Linked DNA regions of Mus musculus: region 1 is linked to region 2. The links are chromatin contacts, called in public HiChIP or PLAC-seq maps. All regions are on one chromosome and are shown on one strand. Each heading gives the region's core, a stretch centred on a gene start, on an enhancer-like site or on the middle of the called end of the contact. The rest is flanking DNA. Distances are from core to core; before and after follow the strand shown. Region 1 overlaps Mmp28 (matrix metallopeptidase 28 (epilysin)). Region 2 overlaps Gm12576 (a long non-coding RNA gene).

Region 1 (6,903 bases), core at 2,194-4,693, 360 kb after region 2:
GTTTAACATAAATTGGGGGAAGGGGATTTTAAGCTTTGGGCAAAAAAAAAAGTTTTAAAAGTATACATGCGCCGGGTGTGGTGGCGCACACCTTTAATCCCAGCACTTGGGAGGCAGAGGCAGGCGGATATCTGAGTTCGAGGCCAGCCTGGTCTACAGAGTGAGTTCCAGGACAGCCAAGGCTACACAGAGAAACCCTGTCTCGAAAAAACCAAAAAAAAAAAAAAGTATACATGCTCTGGAAATGTATAGTGTGCATCTCTGTGTGTCTGTGTATTGTTTACAGACCTGCATGTACACCAGGGTAAGTCACTTAACCAGCAGGCACCCATAATGCCTGTTTCACAAGATTGATGTATGGTTTCGTTGAAATTATGTATCTTAGACACTCACCACACTACCTAGTACATTGAAAGGAATTTGTACAAAGAAGTTGTTCTCAGTGTTATTGATGTTAGAATTATCTGTATTGTTATCTTAGAGCACGGAGCTTCCGCTTTGGAGCTCATGGCCTGGAGTCTGGCTCTCCAACAGCAGCACAGAATAAAATTTCCAACAGGCAGCAGAGGACTTGCAGCTTCTAATAGTGTTGCAGTAACTATGGCTATGACAAATTGTGTCTCATAAAAAGCAGGCGCCATGATGCACACCTGTAATCCCTGCATCTGGGAGGCCTAAGCAGGAGGATCAGAAAGTCTAGGTCATCCTTGGCTACATAGTGAATTTGAGGCCAGCCTGGGATACATGAAGTCCTGTATCAAAAAATCAAAACCAAACCAAACCAAACTAAAACAAAACCAAACCAGAACTACCATTTAAGATTTAGTAAAATAAAGTAGTACTTATTAAGTTCAAAGAATCTATAGATCAAATTTTCAGATAAGGCTCACCAGGGAAGCTTCTCCCCAACTCCAAAATGTCTGGGGACATCGTCTCACACCCTGGCTCTCAACCAGAGTACTGGGTCGCTGAGGGAGATACAGCCCTCACAGATGGGAGCTCAGAGGCTGAGCCCACCACATCCCCAGTTCTTGGCTTGGACACAGTTCCATGACTGCAGCGCAGGGAAGTAGAGCAAAGGCAGAGCCCAGAGTCCAGCTGAACTGCGGTGGCAAAATCCAGAGTTTAGAGCTGTGGAAACGGCTGGAGTGCTCAGAGCAGTGTGTCACCAGGAAGGGAGCTAGGCTCAAGGGGGTGCAGTAAATCTGTATGGGGTTCACGGTAGACCTGGGCCTGAGGACTTCCCTGGCATGTGCAAGTTTGACAATTCAGGGCTTACCAGAGGACAACTGGAATATGACTGGAGACAGAAAACAAAGATTTGGAAATTGAGCAGGTCTGGAGGATGTTAGAGGTCCTCCAGCTCAGACAAAATAGACAACAGTTGAATTCCCCAGGCGTCCATGCAAGGCTGCAGTGATACCGTGCGCTAGTGTTGAAGATGGTCTAGTGAGACCAAAGCTTAGAACTGGGTGGACATAGAATGCATTGTCCCTTACTGGAATTTCCTTAAAAGACAATGGACTAAATAACCCAGCACACTGGACTCTGTAACACCGCATGCAAGATGTTTGACAATAGAACAAGAAACTAGGGGGTAGGGTAGGAAAGATAATTATGCTGTCATTACTGAATTGGAAGTGCCTGGTGTGAAGTAGAAAACGGAATGTGTAAAGTGGGACGTGTTATATTGGTGTAATAGTAACTGCAAGTTACTAAAATAGGCTTTAGGATGTACGGAAATGGATTAAGGAAGTAATACATACGCCCAGAACAAAATCAAGCCTTGCAAAGATCTGCCTCTATGTATTTACATATTCTGAACATTCTGTAGAAATGAAATCATATAAAATGTGGTGGGATGGCAATTGAGGGCTTTTTTATTTTAGGACAAGGTCTCTCTCTGTAGCTCCAGGCTACCTTCAGATTCACTCTGAAGCTTGCCCAGACTTCTGGCTTAGTCTCCCCAAAGCTGGGACTACAAGCATAAACCAGGATTCCCAGTCTAAAATGTGGTATTTGTGGAGTTGGGGAGTTTGAACATTTCTAACCCAATAAAGAGTAGAACAAAGCCAGCCATGGTGGCACACACGTTTAATCTCAGCATTTAAGAGGCAGAGGCAGGCAGATCTCCGAGTTCATGGCTAGCCTGGTCTACAGGGCAGCCAGGACTACACAGTCAAACCCTGTCTAAAAAAAAAAAGAAACCCAAAACAAAACAAAGAGCAGAATAAATATACATTAAAAACAACCACCAGCCGGGCGGTGGCGGCACACATCTTTAATCCCAGCACTTGGGAGGCAGAGGCAGGGGGATTTCTGAGTTCGAGGCCAGCCTGGTCTACAAAGTGAGTTCCAGGACAGCCAGGGCTACACAGAGAAACCCTGTTTCGAAAAAAACAACCTCCCCCCAAAAAACCAACCACCAATGGTATCCTGGTGGCACATAATTTATTCCCAGCACTCAAGAGGCAGAGGCATGCTCATCTCTCCTAGTTCAAGGCTACAAAGCAAGTTCAAGGACAGACTGCCAAAGCTACAAGAGAACTCTCAAAAAAAGTCTCAAAGATTAAATAAATAAATATGTAACAAAAGCAGCTGGATTTTTGCGCAGTGGTAAAGTGATTGTCTAATAAGTAGGTAGGAGATCCTTGGTTTTATCTGTTTTATCTGTGCCTGTGTGGCTGTGCATCTCTTAGGGGTGTGGGTGTGCATGTACATGTGTATGTGTGTGCATTCGTGTGTACAAGCACCTGCCTGTGCAGCCATATCTGTGTGTATAGTTTTTGTTTAACTTGGAGGTATTGTTTCGTTTTTATTGAGACAGGGTCTTGCTTTGTAGCTTTGTGGCCTTAAGCTTATAATCCTTCTGCTTTAACCTCCCAGTGTTGGGATTGTAGGTCATGTCCACTTGAATGTGTCTGTCACATCTGTTCCTGTATCCGGTGTGTCTGTGTCTGTTTCCCTGTGTGCACACAGAGCAATAAAGCTAAGGGCTTTCCAGAGTGGGCTTTGCCTGGGAGGAGATTTACTGCTTTGAAAATGTTATGAACAAGTTCATTGTTGTCCAGTTAGGAAAACTGGAGCTACGCACAATACTCCTAAGTAGGAAGGGTCCCCAGCGCTGAGTTGCAAGACTGGGTTAACGAATGACATCACCTCCCTGGCCCCCATTCCCAGCCAGGTTCTGTCCTATGTTAGGCGACAAACTCTCCCAAGGGATCTATCTACCCTTAGCTTTTTTACAACAACCAGACTACTAAGTGATCTCATGACCTGCCTTCCACACAGTGACCTCCCCATAACTGCACAGCAACCCCCAGTGTGCAGTACAAGAAGCTGGACTGTTTATTTCTCCGGAGACTTTCTTAGGCTTCTGTAGAGTGTTGACGCCAAGATGTAGTGTCTTTCTCATACCCCAGAGCCATTCATTTGACTTTTGTGAGTCAGAAACTAGAAGCCTGGGCGTGGAAACCAGTCCCAGGAGCTCAGCATAGTGACTCATGAATAAAGGGTAAATAGAAATGCAAGAAGAAGTCCCAAAGGATCACAGAGGACCACAAGTCGATGGAAAAGCATTTACCAGCCCAGCTTGAGAACAAAAAAAAAATCAAAAAGCTGTGGAGTGGAAGCAGGACCCCAGTGAGGAGAATCCGTTGAGCTTCTCTTTAAACGCAGGCATGGCTAGGGCATTATCTGGCGCCCTGAACTTAGCCCTGCAAACCGAGTAAGAACCACATCTACATAAAAGGCAGTTCTACACTAGAAAGAGTGTAATCCTAACCCTTTGGGGGCTTAGGCAAGAGGATTAATAGTTCAAGGCCTGCCTAGCTACAGAGTTAGACTTTGTCTCTAAGAAAGGGATAGAATAAGATTGAATCTTGATGGAAATTAGCCAGCCAATAATTTCCATCTTGCCTAAAGTCAAAAAAGAAAAACTCCTTCAGGTGTTATCTAGGCTACACTTGGACAGAACCTTGTGAATGGCAGGAATGGGTCAAGGAGAGGAGTCAGTCAGATGGGAGGGAAAAGCCTGGGTCCGAGTCACAGGAGAAGGCTGGGCTGATCCCCCTCCCCCTTCACCCCGCCCTCTCCACGGCCAGGCAGGAGCCAGCGAAGCAGAACAATCTTGAAGCAGACATTGGCGGTTTTGAAGAACACGGTCCAGTACTGTTGGGAACCTGTGGCTTGTCAATTGATCTGTTAGGGTGTGCACAGAAGATTGTCCTGGGCTCCATCGGACAACAATGGAGTCCACTGTCCAAGCAGTTCCTCCTGTCTGCCCTACTTCCTTGCAGAAGAAAACCCCAGCTTCACCTCTAGTATCTCTGAGAGCCACTACTCCCAGGTCCAGGTTGGGAGAGCTGCTTACCTCATTCCTCCACACCCCCACATAGAAGCTGCGGGATCACTAATGTAGATGTCAACACAACCCCTGGGCTAGTTCTCAGAGGGTCTGGATTCAACTATTGGGTCTACCCTCATTAGGTAGTGTCACTTCAACACGATGCCTGCTCCCCTGACTGTCCTTTAACATAGGAGTAAGTTTGCCTGTACTTGCTATCTTCCTGTAAGGTGGCTACAAGGTTCAGAGGAGGCATAACGTCTAGAAAGCTCCGCAGGTTTGAAGGACTGCTTGGGCTCCTGGTCATGAGAGACCCTTTTTATATAGGTCAAGGCAGAACACCAGCTGCTGTCCTTACATCTTAACTTGGCTAGTAGCTAGAGGTACACGTGCGGGATAAGAAGTAGAATATGACATGGAGCCCAGTGTGGCGGTCCACATCTGTGGTCCTAGCACTCAGGAGTTAGAGGCAGGAAGATTGCTGCAAGTTCCAGGCCAACCAGTACGTCAAGAAGCACCACCCCCTTTTGACAAGAGAAAGAAAAGGAAGAAAAGTAGATGGCCTAGCACATGAGTAAAACAATATGGTTTCTGCACGAATCTGTCATTTTGCAATTTTTAAATGCTGTGTGTGTGTGTGCGCGCGCGCACATCCACTTGCACATGTGTATGGGTGTGTGCTTTCGTGTGTGTACATGCATGTGCATGTTCCTGTGTGTGTGTGCGTGTGTGCTCATGCCACTGTGATACTATGCACCTGTGGGGGTCAAAGGATAGCCTACAGGAGCCGATTCTCTCTCCCCATTACTTGGGTCCTGGGGATCAGACTCAGGTCCAGTTCAGTGGTGAGTGTCTACCCGCTGGGACATCTTGCCAGCCTCTTTGCTTTATTTTTGTTTCTGAAATTGATGCAGAGAGTGTTTAAGAGGCTGATGACTAGAGTGCCCTGGCAAAGGTCCCTTCTGCCAGTAAAGCCCTGTGGCCACAGAAGTTAAAATTCCGTTCTTAGTGGGACAACGTCCCTCGAGTTTCCCCAGAGCATCTCACTCAAGTTTGTGGTGAGGGCAGTCAGGCAGTGGTCTCCCACCTGATGTCTACTGGGGCAGAGTGGTTAGACAGTTCTGTCAGAGTATATACACACGGGTCGTTTATCTGCAACGACAGTTAGGGCTGGGATAGCTCTAGGGCTCTAATCCAGTCCTACGTTTGTTAGGGGAATCTGAGGTCCAGAGAATAACAGGCCTGAGGACACAGCAGCAGCAGCAGGGACTCAGCGACTCTCAGTCCAGTGACTCAGTCCTTGACTCTGCCTCATTAGCGAGCTCAGAAATGGCCAGAATTTCCCCTTCCAAACAGGCTGAGCTAGACACACACCCTTTCATGACAAGTAGGGACCCATACTGGAGATCCTCTAGAGTGGCGGTCCCACCCAGCCTGTGAGCATGCTCATTTTACCCAGGCACCACTGCCACTCCCAAGGACATTCAGAAATGACTCCCCAGGAAAGTGGCACCATCCTTACACAAGACAGGCCAGGCATGTTGGCACAAGTTTTTAGGCTAAAACAGAGTGAATCACCTAAAGGGCAAGGCCCTCAGCTTCCTTTCCCTTTAGATGGAGCCTTGGGCTACCTAGGAGAGAGAACAGGCAAGCAGAGACCAAGGAAGAGAGACAAACAGTTGCTTGAACTTCCAGGTAGGGAGGAGCTGCCGGGCACCACCTTCAGAAAGTGGGGGAAGGGATAACCCTGGGGAGATCTCAGAGTCCCTAAGACACACAAGCCAAGCCTCAGAAAATGGAAGCCAGGAGGAGAGATTCAGACCCCAAAGGAGCAAGAATGAGGCCCAGTGTTCATTTACCAGTCTGGGTCTTGTGGGACTCCTTTGTTTCCCACTGTCGAGCAGTTATCTACCCACCTTACTGCTAGTCTTTCTCCTATGTAAGGTTGGGCATTTCTCTAATCCTGGCAGAGACTGAGGCACAGAAACATAGCAAAGAGGGTTAGGACAGTTCCAGGGGCAGAAGTCTGCATATGTATCTATCGCCTCTCTCCTCTACTGCCCAGAACTTCAGAGTACTAACAGTCGCAAGGGGGCCCCTTCCCGTATGTCATTTTAAATGTCTAAATATGTGTTGTTATGCATAAGCATGAATGTCCATAAATCTGGATGATCTCCATTATAATACTTGAGTGCTGTTATGGAAATATAAAATGTCAAATTCTTAAAATGCATTTTTCTCATTCTCTGGTGCCTCAGCTTGGCTGGTGTCCTGGGCGTGTGTTCTTTCTCCTTAATGGGAATTCAACTCTGCAAAGCCACTGCAGAGGCCAGCATTTCCCCCTCTAACGACCCCTGAACCTGCCTCTGCCCCAACTTGTTGTCAGAGTACCAAGCAGTGCAGCCCAGCCAGGAAACCGGGGCCCCACCACACAACTTCCCCTCCTCTCCCTGTCCCAGAACTTCAGCCAACTCCCTGATAAAGTCTGGGCGGGACTGTGGGGAGCGACACAAGGGAGTGCCATCCAGGCTGACCTGTGGCCTGGTCTCCTGACAGGC
Region 2 (7,014 bases), core at 2,220-4,719:
TCTCTCTCTCTCTCTCTCTCTCTCTCTCTCTCTCTCTCTCTTTCTCTGTCTCTCTCAGGAACAAGCACTCTGATGGGCAGTTGCTAAGAGTCAGCAGAAGATTGCCATTGACAGAACAGCAGGTAGCAGAATACGCTGAAAGAGATTAGGAAACATATGTATTTGAAATATTTAAAGCAAGCCAAGAATGGAATAGTAAAAAGGAAAAAAAAGGGGGGGGGGAGGTGAACATTTAAAAGAGAAAATACAGTTACTGAAACTCCAAACTTAAGAGACCAGAAAGATGATGAACAGTTACAAATGAAGAAAGATCTGGTGACCCCTTGTTAGCTAGGGTAGGCAGGCCTATAGTCCCAGTGCAGAGGAGGAGGCAGGAGGGTTTCAAATACCAGGCTGTTGTGTGACAAAACTTTTTCTAGGGAGATGCAGCACACACCCATCTATTCATCCCAGATAGGGAGCCCATGACAGACTCAGGTACAGATACCACCAAAGTCCTATTTAGTAAACCATGAGTTTTATTGGGGCTACTTACAGAAGCAGAAATGACTCAAAGACAGCTGCATCATCGCCTCCCCTCCCCGCCCCTATCATGGATGACAGCTCACAAAGCTGAGAACCCGGAGCACACTGTACAGCCTGCAGGCAGCTCAGCAGGTTGGAGAATGTTCTTTCCAAGAGACTCTAGTCTACATCTCTTGCAGGCAGCCATGCCAGCTTCTGCTTCTCCCAGGCAACTGGTCCGGTCTCAGAGTCCATTTAGCTTGGCTCCTTCTTTGCTTTTGCTTCAGTTCAGGTTGTCTGAGAATCTTGTTGGTGGCTGTTCTTTTCCCCAGGTCTGTTTGATTGTTTGTTTGTTTGTTTGTTTTGTTTTTTTCAAGACAGGGTTTCTCTGTATAGCCCAGGCTGTCCTGGAACTCACTTTGTAGACCAGGCTGGCCTCGGACTCAGGAATCTGCCTGCCTCTGCCTCCCGAGTGCTGGGATTAAAGGCATGTGCCACCACCGCCAGGCTTTCCCCAGGTCTTAAAGGGAAGTTTGAAAAAAAATTTTTAATTGCTTACTCAGGCAGGGAGGAGCCTAGTGAATCTGGTCAGTTTCAGGGAATTCCTGGAGTTATTTTGAGTTATTTACCTTCCTGTTTAAGGAGCTTCCCTGAAGGATAGGTTGTTTCAATCTCAAAGGAAACTGTTACACAACATGGGCTAATCTAGGCTGCAAAATCCTATCTCAAAAACAAAAAAACAAAAAACAAAAAACAAAACAAAACAAAACCGGGTGGTGTGTGTGTGTGTGTGTTTATTTGAAGTAGGGGCTCACTATCTAGCTTTGGTTGGCCTTGAACTCTCCATGTAGTTCAGCCTGGCCTTGAACTCTCAGAGATCCAGTTGCCTGTTTCCTGAGTGCTGGGATAAAAGTTGTGCCCCACCACATCTATCCTCTAAACACATTTCTGACTGACAGCAGATTTCTTATCAGCTACTAAAGATGCCAGAACCCAGTGGGAGTAAACTTGAAAATGCACAAGAAGAACAGCCACTCACATACAGATTCATAGCTAAGGTGTAGTCAAGACTGAAAACAATATAAAGACTTTTCTCAGATAGAGAAGAGCTTATCTGTCATAATCCCTCAGTGAGAGAATTACTAAAGGATGTGCTTTGAAGACAGCTGATCCTATATGAAGTGGCACTTAAGAACCAACACAAACAAAAAATAAATACATAATTGTATAGTCATATTTAAATAATATTGACTATAAATTATTTCATACAATAATTTTGTTGGATTACAAAAATAAGATGACACCGAAGAACTATAACATGGTACAAACTTGGGAAGGACTGAAGTTTCTACATCTGGGGGAAAGAAGTTGGAGATATTAACACTACACTAATATTTCAAAGAAGTTGGAGATATTAATATTATACTAATATTTCAAAGAAGTTGGAGATATTAACACTACACTAATATTTCAAGGGTTCTTTACCTAAGGTAGTGAGGGGGACAAGAAGTAGAATGGAGGGTTTCCAAACTGAAAGGAAATAAAGTGAGTAAGATTTTATTGTTAAAGTGGAAAGAGAGACATGGACCAAAGAAGTAAAGATTAAAATAAGTAGAGGCTGGAAGGAAGGCTCAGTGGTTAAGCGCAATGGATGCTCTTCCAGAGGACCCAAGTTTGATTCCCAGCTCCCATATGTTGGCTCACAAAGATCTTTAACTGTAGTCCTACCCTCTTTGGGCAACCTTGGGAACCAGGCACAGATATGGTGTTCAGATATACATGTAGGCAAAGCAAAGCTCTCATACGTGTTAAATCAATCAATCAATCAATCAGTCAATCAATCAATCTTTTTTTAAAAAAATATTAAAATGGATTCCACTAATGGAGACAATTCTAATCGGATGAAACCTGACATTTCTGAGCTCACACTTAGTGTCAGACTCTATGCTGGGATAGAAAAGATAAACAACTTCTTCCCTAAGCTCAGTCTAGCTGGGGACAACTAGAAGTGATGTGTCATGAGAGGGCAAGCAGTGCCTGGAGGCTGGGGGTGGCACACAGGGAGGAAGCCAGGGATGGCTTTCTGAAGATGGTGAGACCTTTGCTTCATCCTGAAGGATGAGTGAGAAGTCAGAAGAAATAGCACGTACCAGGCCGGCGTGACAGCTCAGCTCGTGACAAAGGCATGGAACAGGGCCCAGTCTGCTCACAGTCTTCTTTTGTTACGGATGAGGAGTTTGAAGCTCCAAAAAGGTAAGGAGACTGCCCCAGGGGTCGCCCTGCTAATTGGTAGCAGAACTGGAATCTGTCCTAAAGACTCATTCACACACACACACACACACACACCCCTCAGAAGGCCCCCCAGTGCCTTAGGTTTGCTCCAGAAGGGCTAGAGACTGCATGGTGTTGAGGTTTCAGAAGACTTTGAGGAGGTACTGCCTGTGGGTGTGGGTGCTGGATCTGTCTCTGGCCTGTGCCAGGCTGGAGCAGAGCCAGGAACCCGGGCAATTTTCAAGACTGAGCTGCCTGGCTCACCCCAAGGAAGCCTCTGCCTCCAGCCACCTCACCGACGCTGGGTTTAATCATTAACTCCAGGTTCACAGGGCTGAAGCTGGAGTGCACAGGGTCTGGGGAGCAGCCTGGGTCTCCAAGGAGCCAGGAGAAAGATGGCTCAGGAGGAGAAGAAGGGGGCAAAGTTTAGAATGCGCTTGCTCATCCCTGAATGGATACACCCTGAGCACAGGGACAAGGTTCTGATTGTGACTGTCGATTTTGCTGGAGTTTAAACAGTGGTTTTTGTAAGCTTGATTTCAGGGCATCCATTCAATGTTCATTGAACGTTGTACTTCTGTCTGCTGCAGCCTTCATCCTGTGGGATAAGAATTTACTTCTATGAGCATTAAATGTAGCTCATAGAGAGCAGGACTCTTTCTTCCCATCAGCCTCAGTGCCTGGCACAGCCTGGAATATGATCAATGCTGATTAAATATTTGCTGAGTGAATGAAACCCAACTCTGCCTAAAAGTATTTTTAAATGTCCCCTTTAGAAAAGAAATGGGCACTAATTTTTTACTATTACTATTATTATTATTACTATTATTATTATTGAGACAAAGTCTGACTCTGTAGCCCAGGCTGCCTTGGAGCCCTTAGCAACTTACCTGCTTCAGCTCTCCAAGACTGGGGTTACACAGATGAAACATCATACTAACTTGTTTTTATTTTTATTTTTTTGAGGCAGAGTATCACTACATTGCCCAGGTTACAGTCAAACCTGCTACTCTCCTGCTTCAGTTTCTTCAGTGTTGGGACTACACGTTTGCACCATCAAGCCAAACGGCTGATTTTATTTAAAAAAAAACAAAAACAAAAACAAAAACAAAACTTCAATAGAGCAGGACATGGTGGATCATTCTTTTTATCCTAACACTCAGGAGACAAAGGCAGGTGGAGCTCTGTGAGTTCAAGGCCAGTCTCGTCTACATAGAGAGTCCCAGGCCAGCCAGGGGCACAGTGAGACCCTGCCAAACAAACAAACAAACAAACCAGCAGCAATAGTAAAAAGTTCAGTGGAGGTTTGCACTTGTATAGTAGCCGAGTCTAGGTGAAGTCCCCTGGTCTCAAGCAGGTGGCAGTCTTCTCCCCTTTGTCCCTAACGTCTGAGAAAAGACAGAGTATGGCTGAAACTGCTTAAGCGTTCTCCAGACACGGGTGTTATTCAAGCACGAGGCCACATTTGACTGCGGAAAAGAAAGCCCCATGGGGCAATAAAGGTAACTGCCCCTTGTCATTTCTGGGATCTTGCAATGGGAAAGACTGTTAGCAGAAATACTGCTCTGACCTGGGAGTGCAATCGCTTAAAAGGTATTTGTGTATTCTGCCAAAGCAAAAGTCCAAAACCAGACAAACAAACACCACCTTCCGTTTGAGAAGTAAGATGCAGGTGGCAACAAGACTTCTATCTCAGGCTGATTCACCTACTTCCTGGTGGGTAGATACGGCCACATCTTCTTCACATGGTATTTGTGAGGACTTAATGGCTGAATGGCATGGGAAACCCTTGGCAGCTAGAAGATGCTCACACACAGTGCAGATGCCTTCTGTCTCTTGAAAGTAAGATCATCTCCTAGAACCAGGTATGGAGATATAGTCCGCTCCCGGAAGCCATGTGAACGTGGGCATCAGGTCAGAGTTGAGGCTCGCTCTGCTGATGGGGCCTCAAATGTAAACATTTGTTGGTATTGTGTGGCTGTAGGGGATGCTGGGGGAAGAAATTCCCTTTGCAGGAATAGCCACTGTCCTGGAAGAGCCAGAATACCTTGTTGGACCTGGGCCAAGAAAGCTGACTCTCCTCCCCCAGCCAAATCTGTCTCAGGCTGTGGAGGAAACTGGCCAATGTCAGGGAGCCTCCATTGGTGCTGCCTCTGGGTGGTTTACCTTAGCAGGGTGGTGACATATATAGTGTGACCAATTTGCCTTCACCCCATTTTACCACTGGAACGTCCTCAGAGTTCTGAAAGTCTTTTAAGGTTCTAGCTCTCTACCGTAGTCACCATCAGGAGGTAAATCTGTTCAGAAAGGACCCCCGGCATCCTCCTTACCCTCAGCTCAGCCCACAGTTGCTGAGAACTCCCTGACCACCTGATGTCTCTCCCTGCCCCTCCTCCTTTAAGTCTCACCCTCTCACCCTAAAATCTGAGATGAAATGAAAGGTAAATTGCCAAGGGAGGTCCTCTCCCGCGGCAGATTTCCTGTCTTTGCTTGTGAGCACGGAGACCCCGAGTGGGGAGGCCAATGGCAGAGCACTCTCCCAGAACCAGCCCTGGGGTGACAGGTGTATCAGAGAGTAACTCCTTCAATGGTGGGGGAGGGAAGAATTAAAAAAAAAAAAAAAAGAGGAGGTAGAAAGATCCTAAAGGCTGCCCTTGTTTTTCTCTATGCCACCCAACTTGAAACTGCCTCCAGGAACAGAGAAGGGGGGAGGGGAGAAAGAGGAGAGAGAGAGAGAGAGAGAGAGAGAGAGAGAGAGAGAGAGAGAGGGAGAGGGAGAGAGAGAGAGAGAGAGAGAGAGGTGGGAGTGGGAGAAAGAGACAGGGAGGGGGAAATCAAAGAAAATTGCAAAAGTCAATGGGCTGGAACCAGAGGTAGCCTCAGCAACTGCAGTGTGACTTTGATTCTCCTATCATAACTCTGAATTAAAAATTCAGGCAATTATCTGCATGGCTTCCTTCTGATTAGAATGAGCCGGAGCCTCATTAATGCATCGGCACAGAGGAAAGCCATTAGGGTCTGTGAAATGGAATGTTTCTCTGAGAACAGGTTCCGCTTGATGTAAAATGCCCAGCAAAAAGAAATTTCACACATTTTTAAGCTCAGAGTCACAGGACGGCACCCTGCTTCAGGGCTACAGACCATGCCACAGCCATTCCTTCGCAGCTGGCACTGGGTGAAAGCCATCTTTGTCTCCCAGCCTCTCTGCTACCCTCCATGAATGCTCTTGGGTGCGGGGAGGTGAGGGTCCTGACGTGTCGACTCAGCCTGGATCCCCAGTCTCAAGGACCCTGAACCATGACGAGTACCTGAGCTGTCTGGGAACTGACTGTCCTCCTCTGCAGAAGAACTAGAAGCCTGCTCAAGACAGCGAAGGTTCTAGGCTCCAGAAAAGATCAAAATAGCTGCGTAGCCTCAACCAAATTGGTATTGATCCTTGTGATGACCTGGGCATCCCAAAGTAATGCAAGCAGGGTCTGGAGAAGTTGAGCTAGCCTTCGAGGCTGGTTGATGGAGAGGGGTGATGGTTTGGAGGGAAGGAAGGAACTTTTGTCTAGTCGCTCAGGTTATAGGAAACAGAGCTCCCGGTTATATACAATGTTATTGCCCGGAGCCTGTCTGGGTAGTTACCCTTTAGTCTTTAGAATGGAAAATGAAATACAAAACAAAAGGAGAAACCTGGAGCCTAGTTTTAACATCTTGAGCGTCTGATAACTCCTGCCTTCACCTCAGAAGTGCTGAGACTGCAGATGAGTACTACCACATCTGGTTTACAAAGTGCTGGGGGATCAAACGCCACCCCTCCCCCAACTAACTCATTCATGCGAAGCTTATGAAATAGCAACAAAAAAAAATAATTTTATGGTTGGGGGTGACCACAACTTGAGGAACTGTATTAAATGGTCCCAGCCTTAGGAAGGTTGAGAACCACTTGGTCTCAGGCTAGTGAGTTGGAATTGGGTTCCCTCATTCCAGATAGCTCAACATTCCCGCATAAAGATTCTTTTTTTTTTTTTTTTTTTTAGACATGGTTTCTCCGTATAGCCCTGGTTGTCCTGGAACTCACACTGTAGACCAGGCTGGCCTCGAACTCAGAAATCCGCCTGCCTCAGCCTCCCGAGTGCTGGGATTAAAAGGCATGTGCCACCACACCCGGCTTCGCATAAAGATTCTTAAGTCACCGAACGTCTGTCCTTGAGACAAATAACATCAGTAACTTCTTCAGGAGACAGGCAAATC

What was found. HiChIP or PLAC-seq counts read pairs in DNA pulled down with a chosen protein or histone mark.
Region 1: a contact with region 2 is called in an HNF4G HiChIP or PLAC-seq map of pancreatic cancer cells. The contact joins two enhancer-like sites. A contact is called at or near these places in 1 of 39 promoter capture datasets (the C10 cell line) and 2 of 115 datasets of contacts at active chromatin or transcription factors (bone marrow-derived macrophages and pancreatic cancer cells).

Annotation. Positions count from the first base shown.
Region 1 is chr11:83,454,676-83,461,578 of GRCm38.p6, reverse strand. The region is part of intron 1 of Mmp28 (matrix metallopeptidase 28 (epilysin)); the gene reads left to right. Among named protein-coding and RNA genes, the nearest start is that of Mmp28, 4.9 kb to the left of the region's middle. Within about 2 kb of position 3,443, at least 79 of the 459 cell types and tissues checked have an H3K27ac peak or open chromatin away from gene starts, as enhancers often do. A contact at or near this core is called in pancreatic cancer cells, where this site is marked.
Region 2 is chr11:83,816,051-83,823,064 of GRCm38.p6, reverse strand. It overlaps Gm12576 (a long non-coding RNA gene), which reads left to right. Exons shown (of 4, transcript XR_388929.3): 3 at 2,622-2,757. Among named protein-coding and RNA genes, the nearest start is that of Gm38934, 8.5 kb to the right of the region's middle. Within about 2 kb of position 3,469, at least 39 of the 459 cell types and tissues checked have an H3K27ac peak or open chromatin away from gene starts, as enhancers often do. A contact at or near this core is called in pancreatic cancer cells, where this site is marked.